Regions from separate parts of the Rattus norvegicus genome. Here region 1 is linked to region 2. Evidence: chromatin contacts called from public Hi-C data. All regions are on one chromosome and are shown on one strand. The core of a region is the stretch at or near the end of the contact, and the rest is flanking DNA. Distances in the headings are between cores, read along the strand shown.

Evidence for each region. A called contact is a pair of places that touch in the nucleus more often than the background predicts.
Region 1: a Hi-C map of kidney shows a contact between it and region 2, with 9 times the contacts expected there. The contact joins two enhancer-like sites. A contact is called at or near these places in 5 of 12 Hi-C or Micro-C datasets (the A7r5 cell line, hepatocytes, kidney and 1 more).

What each region holds. Positions count from the first base shown.
Region 1 is chr6:104,685,193-104,691,543 of GRCr8, forward strand. No RefSeq gene overlaps it. Among named protein-coding and RNA genes, the nearest start is that of Zfp36l1, 20 kb to the left of the region's middle. Within about 2 kb of position 2,624, at least 67 of the 93 cell types and tissues checked have an H3K27ac peak or open chromatin away from gene starts, as enhancers often do. A contact at or near this core is called in kidney and liver, where this site is marked.
Region 2 is chr6:104,519,950-104,526,561 of GRCr8, forward strand. No RefSeq gene overlaps it. Among named protein-coding and RNA genes, the nearest start is that of Rpl36l6, 27 kb to the right of the region's middle. Within about 2 kb of position 3,187, at least 28 of the 93 cell types and tissues checked have an H3K27ac peak or open chromatin away from gene starts, as enhancers often do. A contact at or near this core is called in kidney and liver, where this site is marked.

The DNA of each region.
Region 1 (6,351 bases), core at 1,374-3,873, 160 kb after region 2:
ACCAGACTTGGGAGCCAAAAAGTTTGACTTCAAACCCTGGGCAAGGCACTTAACACGCTTTTCCTGTAAAATGAGCCTAACCTTTGCTCTATATAAAGCTGTTGCTTGGAACAGTAGAAGCCAACAGGCTTAGCAAGAGTCCCCAACCCAATGGGGACACACTACTACTGACTGCATGGAGGGGGTTCGGCGAGAAAGGAACATACAGTACACCTTGGCAGAAGAAAGACATGCACAGAACACTGCTTCCAACTCAGACCCAGAACCCCAAAGACTTATGCCTATATCCCTCAGATTGCAGCTCCCAGAAGCCACCAGGCCACAAAGGCTGCATGAATCTGCAATGACAGTGGACTTAACCTGCTTTTTCCATGGAGGGGTCAAAAGGAAAGGGGGCATTGTGGGTTTTCTGCTGGGACAACCTAAGCTAGGCTAACTGAGCACATTCTCACATGAACATACATGAAGACAGTCACCCTGAGGCCATGTCAACTCTGAAGGTTGTGAGGCTGGCCTCTTTAGTCAGAGCAGACTTAGGCTTCTCCTAGGCAGGGAGGAAAGAGTTAAGCCTGCTCTAGGCTGGGAAGGAGGGTTCAGCAGTTATAAACAGTGAGCCTAGGGAGGGAGGGAGGGAGGGAGCTAACACAGGATGTGGCCAGGGCTTGAGCTGTCTGATTATTAACTTCACTTTTATTTGGAGGGGGATTCATTCTCTGTTTCACTTCCCATCAAGGAAGTGAAAGCCCAGGTCTCAGAGGGCCTGGTTTCCAATTGTTTTGTCACAGCTCATTTATTTTCCCCCTTAAATAAATAAACAAAACCACCTCTTTGTCCCCCCCCCCCAATGAGCATTCAGCAGATCATCTGTGGCCGAGGCATGAAAGGGGTTTTCAGGAGTCCTCCACCACGGGAGAACTTTGGGTTTCATCTTTTAAAAGGGAAAAAGAAAGGGTCCCTCCGTTGGCATCAGCCTTCTCCGAGCTGCAACGAGCACTCCTTTCCTGCCTGCTCCTGCGACCTCAGCCCACACCTCAAGTCCTGCCGAGCATTTAGACCAGTGGTCCTCAACCTTTCTGACGCTGAGACTCTTTAATACAGTTCCTCATGCTGTGGTGACCCCCCCCCACACACACACATAAAATGATCTTCGTTGCTACTTCATAATCGTAATTTTCCCACTGTTGTGAATCACAGTGCAAATATCGGTGTTTTCCAATGGTCCTTTGATTCCCAGAGGGGTCTCGACCCACAGGTTGAGAACCATCAGCGTGGTCAGTCTTCAGTTGGTCCTGAGCCTGCCTGCCTGGTTGTCCTCCCATTGCTCACAGCCCGGGCCATACAGAACCGCACAGAGAGGCTCTGAGGGGTCATCTTCTCAGTCTGGTTCACACCTACGGTTTTGGTTCCTACCGCACCCTGACAGTCCTACTCAGAATAACTTTCAGTAAACACACAAAAGGGTTCCATTGCAGGGCTTAAGAAAACACCACCACTATACATACCCCTGTGCTAAAGTTCAAAACACCTGTGAACCTTGCCTAACTCCTAGCCCAAATCCAGATTAAAACCTATTCAATCATGGTAATCCTCTTGCAAGGAGTGACCTACCTACCCAGTAAGAAGACCAACTTCTTGATGGGCCTGACACTCATGGGTCCTCGAGATTCAGAAGGGGAGGGCGCAGCCACAAAGACTGAGAGTAGCCGAATCCCGCTGATGATGGCATGTAGGTGGGCTAGCCAGGAAGAGGCAACTTCACCGGAAACAGAGGAGGAAATTAAAGAAGGCTTCCTAATGGGGGCTGACAGAAGAGAGAATATTCTAAAATCTACAAATGATAGAACAACATGTAAGCTAGGCAGAGAGGAGGAACGGTGGGGTCTTCTGTTCCTTGGATGACATCAGAATGATTGAGAAACTGGAAATGAGCTGATCACCTATAACACTGGAGCAGTTAGTCCTTGACCCTGGGTTGGTACGACCCGAGGGCATCCACTGGAATATCACCTTGTCTCGGACCCTGACACTGGGCTGCCAGGCAACCGCCTGGTGATCACTCTGACCTACTTCAACCACCCATGACTTTAAGCTCTTTGAATATAGGGCAAAAAGAACTAGGAGGCGACTGGGACAAATCCAATCACTGACCGAAGCGCTGGCCCTGCCTGCTAATGGCTAACTGATAGCATTCCCAAACGTCCCAGGGAACGTGCCAAGACCTCCGGTTTTCTTCCCGTTCTTAGAAATTCCTTCCCATGCCCATGGCATTTCGGTTTCCAAACCTAGGTCTACTGCGGGGCTCGGTGGCCGGACCCTTGGCCGCGCCTAGAGCGGCCAGGAGCGGGTTAAGGGCGCCAAGATGGCCGGCTTGTTTTGCTCGCCGAGGCATCACGCGGAGGCTGCCCTTTGCCTCCGGGGCCGCGGTCAAGGTTCCGCCGCCCTCTCTGGCACACTGCCCCGGCCGGCCCGAGCAAGCCTCCTCCCCTGAGCCCCGGCGCCTCGCGAACCTTCCAGACCCGGACGCAGCAGAGCGGCAGAGTGGCAGTGTGGCTTGCCCGGAGCTTCAGGGCCGCTGCTGGCCCTTCCGCATCTCGGAGCGTCTGCGGCCGGGTCCGCGGATGGCGAGCCGGCTGCGGTCGGCCAGCCGGTCTTCCCCAGCCGGCCTCCCGGGGCCTTTCCCGCCGCACCGCCAGCCCAGGAGGCGCGATGGGCGTGGCAACACTGCCCTCCACTGGCCAGTGTGCCAAACAGCACATGCGGGACCACCAAAACTGCCCTGATCACCTGACACTGAGACTCAGCTTTCTAGAGAGTTCTCGAACCACGAGAGTGCACCACACTTCCCTAGGCATCCAACACTTCTGTTAGCCCGGCCCTGATTCAGAGTTTGCATTTTACGGAGTTCCAGGGTGGATACTGCTGTTGCCTGCTGGTCCTGAACCCACCAGCTTGGTTCTCTTACTTAGATGAGGGCTCGACCATCCACTCCAGTATACAAAATACCGTGCAGACAGCACAGAGGACCCTGACAAAGCTCTCCCCTATATGACACTGAGCAGAGTAATCTCACAAATCTATGGCGGCACTTGAGAAAGTTTTCAATTTTAAGCGCATAGATGTCTGCCTATGTACTTCTGTGTACCATGTGCGGGCAACACACTCTAAGGCCAGAAGAGGACTTCAGATCCCCTGAACTAGAATTACAGACGTTTGTAAGCTGTCATGTGAGTGCTGGGAATTGAACCTGGATCTTCTAAGAGTAGCCAGTGACCTTAACTGCTGAGTCATCTCTCTAGCCCCCTGAAAAAGTTTTGATACATTTATACATACGTGTGTGTGTGTGTGTGTGTGTGTGTGTGTGTGTGTGTGTGTTCACAGGTGTGCTTACATTAAATAAGGACAGTTTTCAAGACTGGTTTCCCTCCTTCCAACGTATAGATTTTGGGGACCAAACTCAGGTCATTGGGCCTGTGAATCACCTTTCCTAGCCCCAATTTGAAAAAGTTTTCAAATTTTTCTGAAGGAACACATTAAGGCACTGAGAGAAGACATAAATAGGGAACTACAGTCCCCAATTTATCATAATTTCACTGTAAGTTGGAACCTAAATAATATACATTCAGTAGGAGCCACGGTTGAATTTTTAACTCTGGGTTTTCCCCCTGGACTAGCAGTAAACACAATATTCTTTTGCAGAAAGTTCCCACAGTCGTGAGTGGAAAACAGACTGTGGTCTGTAGTGTACTGCACTGCACAGGGGTGATGTTTGATAAGTTAAGGAAGCAGGCACACTTTCCACACTACCTGGCATTTTCGGTTTATGATAGGATTGTTGGGACATGGCTTCCCTGCAAATCTAGGAGCATCTGGGAGGTATGGAAGTTGCCTTCTGGTGGAAAGTCTAAATCGGGTCTAGAAGAAGGGAGCAGGAAGGTCCTGGGGAGAACCCAAGACAGTGCTTGTGGCAAGCAAGCAGATGGGACAGAGCACTGCCACCCATTCAAAGGTTGAAGGGCAAAACTGCGGAAACAAGAAGAGAGACCAATGGGCAAGATCCCATCTGGTACCCAGGACCTCCCTCTTCAGAAGAGACCCTGGGAACTGAGATCTCACACCAAGAATGATACCTAACTTCCCTTTAGGACTCCCAGCCAAGTACTTGTGGACTTTTCACTAACTGAGTCAGGTTTGTCTAGGCCCTTCCTTGAGGCCTGAGGGAGAATCACATTTGACATAAGCGGATGTGTTGGGCAGTGGTAAGAAGATAGGGTGTCATCGTCCCATCCGTGTAGTCCACATTTTGTCTGGGGCCCATTTCTCCAGGGAACATTGTTAAGCACCTGCTGTATACTTGGTACTGGTGTCACAATCCCGACGTGTGGGGAGGGCCTCAAAGGACAAGCTCATGCTGGCTCTGCCCTGCTGCTCCAAGCACTTTGGGGAACAGATAGGGGGACGCCAAATCTCCTCCTGAGTCTCGGTTCCCACCCCTCTTACTTATTCCCCTCCCTAATGACCCCAGGGTTGGCCAGGTTGGCACACCGCAACCACAAATGCTGTTGTAAGGATGTTTGTTGTAGGGTACCCATGCCACACTGAACATGTGGAGAGATAAACAGCAGTCACTGCCTCCCTGCTGGTCAGACTTCCATGGAGAACATTTCCTGTTAGTCCTGTCAGCTTGCCCAGCCCCTTTCCTCCTCAGAAGAATGGTGGATTAGGATGAGGTATTAGATGGTCAAGCTCAGCCTACCAGCACCCTGTCAGGGAGAAGGAAGACAGGAGAACTCCTATCCAGGGCCCCCAAATCACTCCAGTGTTATGCAAAGTCTTTGAGGGTCAGTGGACTCCAGGCCCATTGAGCTGGGGAGAAGAACTCATAAAAACAAACAAAACACAAGTCACTTTCCAGTTCAAAACCAGCTTTGTGTTCTCTCCAGCGGGTAGCTTAATCTCTCTGAGCCTCAGTCGCCTCATCTGAGAAGTGGGAAGGCACAGCATTCTGCCTTGTCGGAAGATTCCAAAGATTAGTAATGATCAGCTCTCGGGTGCTGACTCCATGCCAGGCACAAGGGCTTCTCATGAGGTCATGTGTGGAAGGACTGGCCTCTGGCCAGCCAGGAGTCAAACCCCGTCATGGGAGCCACAAGTGCCATTTCACAATAGCCCTGGTGCTCGGCACATGTGCTTAACATTTAATAGGTGGAAGTTTAGCAAGCCCTAGGCACATAGTAAGCGCTCAATAAACGGCCTTCATTATGGCCAGAGAATGGGGATCTGTGTGTGGAAGCCCCGTGACAAAGAGTGCGGAGAGGTAGGCGGCCGATGACGGCTTGCCCCATTTCCTTCTCCCCAGGAAAGCTAGCCCCATGTGTGCTAGGCAGCTCCCAGGCTGGGATGGCAGCTCTTACTCACCCTACCCAGGGAGAAGCTTAATTAGCCTCCCAGCAGCCAAGAGCACCCCAGATGAAAGGTTCTGAGTGTGAGTATAAGGCGTAACCCCCATATTTATAACCAAGGTGAGGAAGGGTGGGGGCGGAGAGGCAGGCCAGATCAGGGCCTTGCCTTGTTTATGACAGAGGTTCTCAGGAAAGGGAGCTGGCTAAGGCGGCTGGGTCTGAGAAAAAGTTTCCAGGGGTGGGGGCGGGGCTGCTGAGGGCCTGAGAGTGGAAGGAGTTGGGGGGCTGAAAGGGTCCGGAGGCCACAAAGCTAATCATTGTTCCAGCTCCCGCAAGTTGCAAGGCCAGGGTCCAGGCTCGGCTGGGGTGTGTCTGGGTAGGTAGAGGGCTCTGAGCTGGGGCTAACAGGTCCAGATCCAAACTCTATTATGACATTCTGTAGCCTCAAGTCTGGCCTCCCTCACTGATTGGCAGTACTTAGCGGGCAGGTGCTGGCACTCACGACGCACATAAGGAGCATCTGTGCCTTCCATAGGCATTAACTGAGCAGCTAGCCCATGCCAGGCTGGGAATACAGCTCAGCGGGAGTGTTTGCTTGACTGCATGGCAGACTCCAGGCACAAGAACAAGAGATGAGGGGCCAAAAGAGCACACCGTGACAGGGACAACGGTTGTCACATGTCACATGCAGTGGTCACAAGCACTTCAGTCCTCCACACAATACCCTGGGTGAAGAGGAGATAGAGACTGACGTGGGCAGATTCAGAGACAAGGTTGGAGGGCCAGCTTTGCAGCACAGGAATCGCGATGCCCGTCTAGCAAAGCAGGTTTCGATCTGCCTCTGGCTCCTTGTCCCCTGGGGTCCTGCTGGAATTCCTGCAGTCTGCTGCAGTGAGACCAAGAACTGTGTAACCACCAGGCTAAGGACAGTTGTCACGCTGCTGTCTGAGCT
Region 2 (6,612 bases), core at 1,937-4,436:
AGATGATATCCCTGAGATCCTGCAGGGAACCTTCCAGGCTTGCCCCCTTGGCCCCCAGACCACACCATGAAGAACTCTGTAAATGGATTCATCAAAGCGGGGAGAGCAAGCCTCTTGACAGGTGAGGATTTAGAACTGAAAGCAGAGATGCGTTCAAACTCCCTGGGCCCAGATGTCCTAACCACAGGCCGAACTCTTGAAGGAGAAGGGAGAGTAGTACCATGAACCTCACCTCTCTTTTCTCAAAAGAGGTTGATGGTTCTTGGGAATTCCCTTCAAGCATCCGAATGCAATGTGCACACAAACCCAAAGGTATTTGCTGTCAAGTTTCTAGGCAGGATTATGTCAAACTGACCAGCTGTTTCATCTGCCATGCTTACCTTAACTTCAAAAGGCTGGTCTTCTGTCCCAGGAAAATTGAGCCTTTACCATAAAACATTTCCAAATTCCCTCAGACCTCAAAACATGCCCACATTAAGGTATCTCTCTTAGGCCTCTGGAAAACTGTGTCGAATGTACACAAAGACTCCTCAACCTTCTGCCCTCCAGTAAGCACCTTCCCAAGAAGAGAAATAAAAACTGGTGACAGTGCGAGGTACACCGTGTGCAGCCCTACGGGCAATGTTTGCTCAGGGAGCTGATGGGGGCAGAAGTTCCTCTAGGTAAACTGTGCCCTTGAATGTCTGTGTACACACAGAAGGGGTGCCTTTGATAAGCTTAACCACCAATGCCACATGAGCATGTAGTGACCCTGGGTGGAGAGTCCAAAGAACTACATCTGGAGAGGAAACCAAGCCGCCATTCCCCACACATTCTAAAGGTACTCCTCAGTAGATCAGATGCGCTAAGGAGGCAGACCAGTGAAGCACTGTGTTTTACTTTGGGGTCCTGAGGTTAACTGACAGGGAAAAGCAAATGACTAAGGTGTACTATGGAAGATTCCAATGTCTTCCTTCTGTTGAACTACTTTAAGGAGAAGCAAGATTTACAACAGGCATGGCCCCCTCCGGGTTGGAAACACCAAGGGTTTGGAATCCCGCCCAGTCCTGGGGCCGGGACTTCACTTACCTGGAGCCTGCTGAGCAGGAAATGGGCCCCTGGAAGATGAGGTAAAGTGAACACTTTCTCAAGAAAATTACTCTCCCCACAGAGACCCAAGCACCTCGACAGAGAATAAATTCCAACCCAGAGTGAGCAGCTCTCAGGGCCATCTGGATACCGGTGTGATGTGGATGTGTGTGTTGCTTGGAAAGGAGCTGGGGTTCTAGCTCGCGCTTTCCTGTGCAGAGGGAAATGTTTGCGCCTTGCACATGGCTTCACAGTGGAGGGTAATTGGCAAAGACTATGAAAACCCATGGGTGGGCTTCTACCTCCGCTCAGAAGCATGTCTCCCTTGTGACGCCATCTTCCCATCTGCCCGGTCTTCCTCAAGTAAAAGAACTGTGCCTGTGGGAAGCTGAGAGGAATGATGGAAGCTGGGCTCCCAATCACAGCTCTCCTGAGGCCACTAAGACTGTCACTGGCAGGCCTGCAGGCCAGCAGGCCGAGGTGGGATTGGTGCAGGGCTGCAGTGCTTCCTGAGAACCGAGAGCCCCTTAACTTAAATTCTCTTCCCTCCTCTTCCTCCATCGTCTCTTCTGTTTCCTTAACACAAGCTCAAATTGTGATGTCAGAATATGGCAGACAGGAGTCTCCTATGTCTTATGAGAAGCCTGGGGGGATGGGGAGGTTCCTAAGTACTTTCAGTTGCCAGCTTGTGGGTTAAGTGTTTGAGCCTGTGGAAGTCCCCTCCAACTAGAATAAAGTGCTGTCTGACCAGAGACAAGAAACTAGAGAACTGCAGAGATACAGAGATATGCCCAGGGTCACACAGTCAGTAGTGACAGAGCTGGGTCCATGTAGTGCCCACCCTCATCCTCACTTCGCAGCACAGGGAGCTCTATTCTAGGTCTTTACTGAAGTCAGAGGATGATGTAAGGAAGGGATGCCCCAGTCCCTCCCCGACTGCTGTCTGCCAAGCTCTGCCTGTGTAGTGAGAGATGTGCCGGACACCAAGTGCTCTGCCCCAGAACGGGATCTTTGTCTGCCTTCACTCCTCACCACACCTTCCAGTTCTACAGCCAAGTCTGGCTCACAAAAGAGCGACTGCTAAGGGAACCAAGAGAACCTTCCTGAGCTGCCCACTGGTCCCTTCATTCCCCCTCCCAAACTCTGAGCATGCCCTGGGATCACATTAGTCCTGGGTGGACACCGGGGAATGCTACTCGAGTTGAGAATCCCCACACTGAGGGGGACACTGAGGAGGGAGGGAAGCAAGCAAAGGAAGACTCCACGCTCCTGGATGTGCGTTGAGACCAGTGTGCATGGAGCAGCAAGTTGAGCATGTAAGGTTTTTCCATGAGACTGGGCCCAAGGCACAGTTCCAAAAAGAAGGGAGATACAGGGGAGGACACAAGGGCCAGAAGGCTAAGAAATGAGAGTTCTCCAGAGTGCTGGTGACATTGGATGATCCTAACTCTCCACTCTCCATGTCATTCCTGTTCAGTTATCCAACACCATGCAACACACTGACCGCCCTAGACTCAGCTACTGCCCACAGTGATTAGGCTAGTGACTCAGCCTGGCAAGCCAGTTCTGAGGGGGGCATTAGCCATTGCAGTTCAATGGCTGCTAAGGCTAGAGTCATGGTAACGATCTATGTGCCCGATGCCTGGAAGACCTGTCGCTCATGTCCAGGCTGGATCCAAGCTGTAGGAGGTCTAGAATTTCCCTAATAATCATAGACTTTTAGTCTCTACTGTGGCATGCCCAGGTTCAATGAAGGAAGTGTGGCAAGTCTTGGAGACTATAATAACCGCCTTTATAGAAAGACAAAATAACCTAAGGAAGTAAAAAGGGAGAGGGACAGACTAAGAGTTAGAACGAGAGAGAAACAGAAAGAAACCAGGCTATGGGCTGGGAGACTTTGTTCTTGTGTCTAAGAGAAGTTGCTTCTCTCAGCTTCCCACCCCACTGTTCCCTTATCTCATACCCCAAGGTATGCTCCTAGACTATGCCTAGATCCAGGGTTCTGGAGCCAGAAAGTGGGAGAGAGCGGAAAAAAACATTTACATCATCCTAACCAGCCCACACTTAAGAATGGGCCTGCTACGTGACCATTGCAGTAAAACTGTTTATCTGTCCTTGCTGAAGTGTGGCCTCTAAGGGTCATGATCTTCTGCCTGTGACGTCCCCACAGCAGTTGCCCTGGAGATGTGGAGGTCAAGGATGGTAAAAGAGCTTCTTGCCAAGATGATCTCACATAAAAATCCCTTTGCTGGGCTGAGTGGCCGCTTAGCTTACACAAGGCTCTCCCCTCTGTGCTCAGAAACAGGGAGTGGGGGCAATTGAGCTATGAAGGGAAAGGGAAGAACCATAAATTCCTCATGTGTGTACACAGGCAGGGAAGGGTGGGCTCAGCACAGCATTGTAACCCTTTGATTCCTTCCACTCCCCCAGACTTGCCCTGTAAGGGCTGTCCATTTAACCACAGTGGACTTCGGTCCCGGAGCCTTGTTTGGAAGGTTGCAGAATCATCTGTTTGAGACTACCTTTCCCATTCGTCTGGGTAAGTCAAGCATAGAATCTCATTCCTAAGACCGAGGTAGGCTTCCTCCAGCCTCTGCATGTTTCTCCATTGCATATTGAGACAACCTTTGTTCTGGCGAAGCAGAACTTTGCACATTATATTTCTCCTTCAAAGTCACGTTTAGTCCTACTCAAGAGAGCTCTTCAACCTTCTTCAATAACAACAAAATTTATTTGCTACCCTGCCTCCCTCGAGAGTTCCTTAGTGCATGACACAATCTCATCTTTGTACCATGCAAACACTACTTCTATTTGCCTTTTAAAAAACAAACAAACACTGGCTAGCCCACAGCCCCAAACAAAAGCCTGAACCTTGACAATAACCATCATTGCTCCCAAATCTCAAGTGACAATAAACAGGAAACCAAAAGAGTGGTCCTCCAGCATAAACAAGAGAAAATGGCCTGTTCCCTCAAAAAGATTTCACTTCTTGCATCAAAGATGACCAAAGACATTTTTTCCAAATGCTTTGACCCAAGTGTCCTGTTAGTCTGGGTCATCTAAAACCTGAGTTCCCAGTTGGTTTATCATTTTATTTTAATGACCTGTGCTTCCTACAGAAACATGGAAAATGGTTCTCTCTCTTTCACTCTCTCTCTGTGTCTGTCTTTGTGTGTCTATGTCTCTCTGTGTCTTCTCTCTCTCTCACCTTTCTTTCTTCAGTTAAACGTGTTGTGGTGAGCATATGAAAGCTAGTCTCACTTGCAAGGAGCGCCCGGGAAAACTCGGGAGAACCAAGTCAGGAACTGAGCGGGACCGCGCCACGCGTGTGCCCACGCCCCAGCCATGCTCCCTGCGCAGCCCCGCTTCTCCCCGCTCCCGGCTCTTGCCACTGGCCGCACAAGGCCAGCTTTGTTCTCTCAGCTCTGTTTTAAATATCTGAGGAATATTGCCCCCCCCCATCCCTGCGCCAAATCCCCCGGCCTGGCTGCAAGCCCGGTACAAGGGTGCATTGTGGGACCGAGCAAGGCGAGACGGGGCTGGGGGCAGTGGGGATGGGGACGCTCGTGTGCCAAGTTCCCTCGGCCATCAGGGTCACCTGGGCTTAGGTGTCGTGGAAGCTGAAGGTGGAGGCCCGGGGAGATGGGTGATGGTTGGGATTTTTATTTTTCTTTTTCTGATTCCAGAAGTAGAAATTGAAAAACAGGGGCCCCAGCAGGAAGCAGATTCTATAAGGAAGTTTGTAAAGGGGGGCGTCCCCAGCCCCAGCCCGGGCAGCAGCTAGCTGTACCGGTAGAGCTGGTAGGCGTTGACCCGCAAAGCCTCACGCCTGGTTTCTTATCGGACCATCGCTGTACATACTTAGAAAGTGCCTATCACTCGGACACTTTAAAAAGCATTGCATTCCAGAGCCAACTAACCGGACTCGGGTGGAGGAGGCGGTTCTTCCTCCCCCAAGCTCAGGGCCCTGGAGGCCAGGGCTGGCTTCCTGTAGCCATAGGACTACTTCGGTCCCTTGGGGAAAACCACACCTTCCACGGTGCAGCCTCTCCCTCCCGAGGAGAGATAGAGGGTGATTGGGATGTAGGTCAAACAAAAGTGGGCTTTCAGCTGGCCGGGAGTTGCCCGGCCTCTCCCCTTTCCCTGGTCATGCTGCTCTGCACTGTGGCCCGCAGGTAGTTTCTTCCCAGCGCAGGTGTTTGGTTTCCTGTAGCCTAGGGTGAAGGAGTTCCGAGTTGTCATCTCCAGGGAGACCTGCTAAACAGGAGTCACAAAACCCACCTGTCTGGCCCAGCTTTTTATTTTAAGGTCAAAGAAAAACTGCCTCTCAAACTCAAAATGTGAGTCTTCGTTACTCGGAAAAAAAGTAGGTTTGGTCTTAAATTTAATTAAAAGGCACCTTTTATGTCCCTCTGTTGTGAATGATGCCTGTATCTCTACCCTTGTAAGTGAAGGAAGGAGGAAGGTGTGGCTTGGGACTGTCTGAACAGTTTGCTAGTTCTGCTATTCTCATTCTAACCCTGAATGGGAGCCTCAAATCCTCCTCTTACCATCCCTCCTAAGTCCCTGGGTCAAACTGACATTTCTCTAGAGGCTATGAGAGGGATCAGTTGATAAAGGGCTTGCTGTCCTGGAAGGGGGACCCCAGTGTGTAAAAGGTGAGGTGGGCGATTGTACTCCAGGTGCTGTGAAAGCCAAGATGGGAGGGGGCTTTTACCCCCTCTAACAGAGTAAGTAAGCCCCAGGGTTAGACAGAGTTACCGTCTCACCAAATGAGGTGGAGAGCAACTGAGTGAAGCCACCGCCTAACTTCAAGCATGGGCCTTCACACTACGCACGCATACCGCCACCACGCTGAAAGAAATAATAAAAAGTTTAATAACAAGTTTCCCAGATGGCAAGAACATAAATACCTTACTAGATTGTTTTTTAAATCAGAGCTTGTTTTCCCTATGTCACATTCTACAACATTCCAATCAATGCCTAAATATAGAGGTGACTGTCAGAAACCAGCCCTCTTTTGACAACGAAATAACTTGTCCTGAGCTACTCAGAAAGACAAGGAAGAGGCAGTTGGAGGTCCCCCCTCCTGCCCAGCGATGGAGTTCTGTCTCTCCAACTTGCTAGCCTGCCACTTCCTCACATGTTTTCCACATGTGAGGAGCTCTGTCTCAAGAGTAAAGCTTTGATGAGAGAGTCTCGGTAATCAGGGAACTTTGAGGAGAAAGGGTCTCAGTATGCACTCTGGAACTGCAGAGTTTACAAGGACCACACCGTACAATCCCTGCTCCAATTGCTAAGTGGCAGAGACTTCCCGGGGATCTGTTTCCAGGCACTTGTTGGTCTCCTGAAGAACGCCTTTAAGGAATACTAAGTGTCCTTTCACCACTCCGCTGGCCGTAAGCCCCCTATCTCTGCAGATGATAGCAACTCGCCCCGCTTCCCTGTCATGCAGTGACCAGAGCAGCCTGGAGCCGATGTATTTTAGGGAAAATGTAGCCTAGAACTTGGCCACTTGACTGAACCTCCTGATAAACATGCACA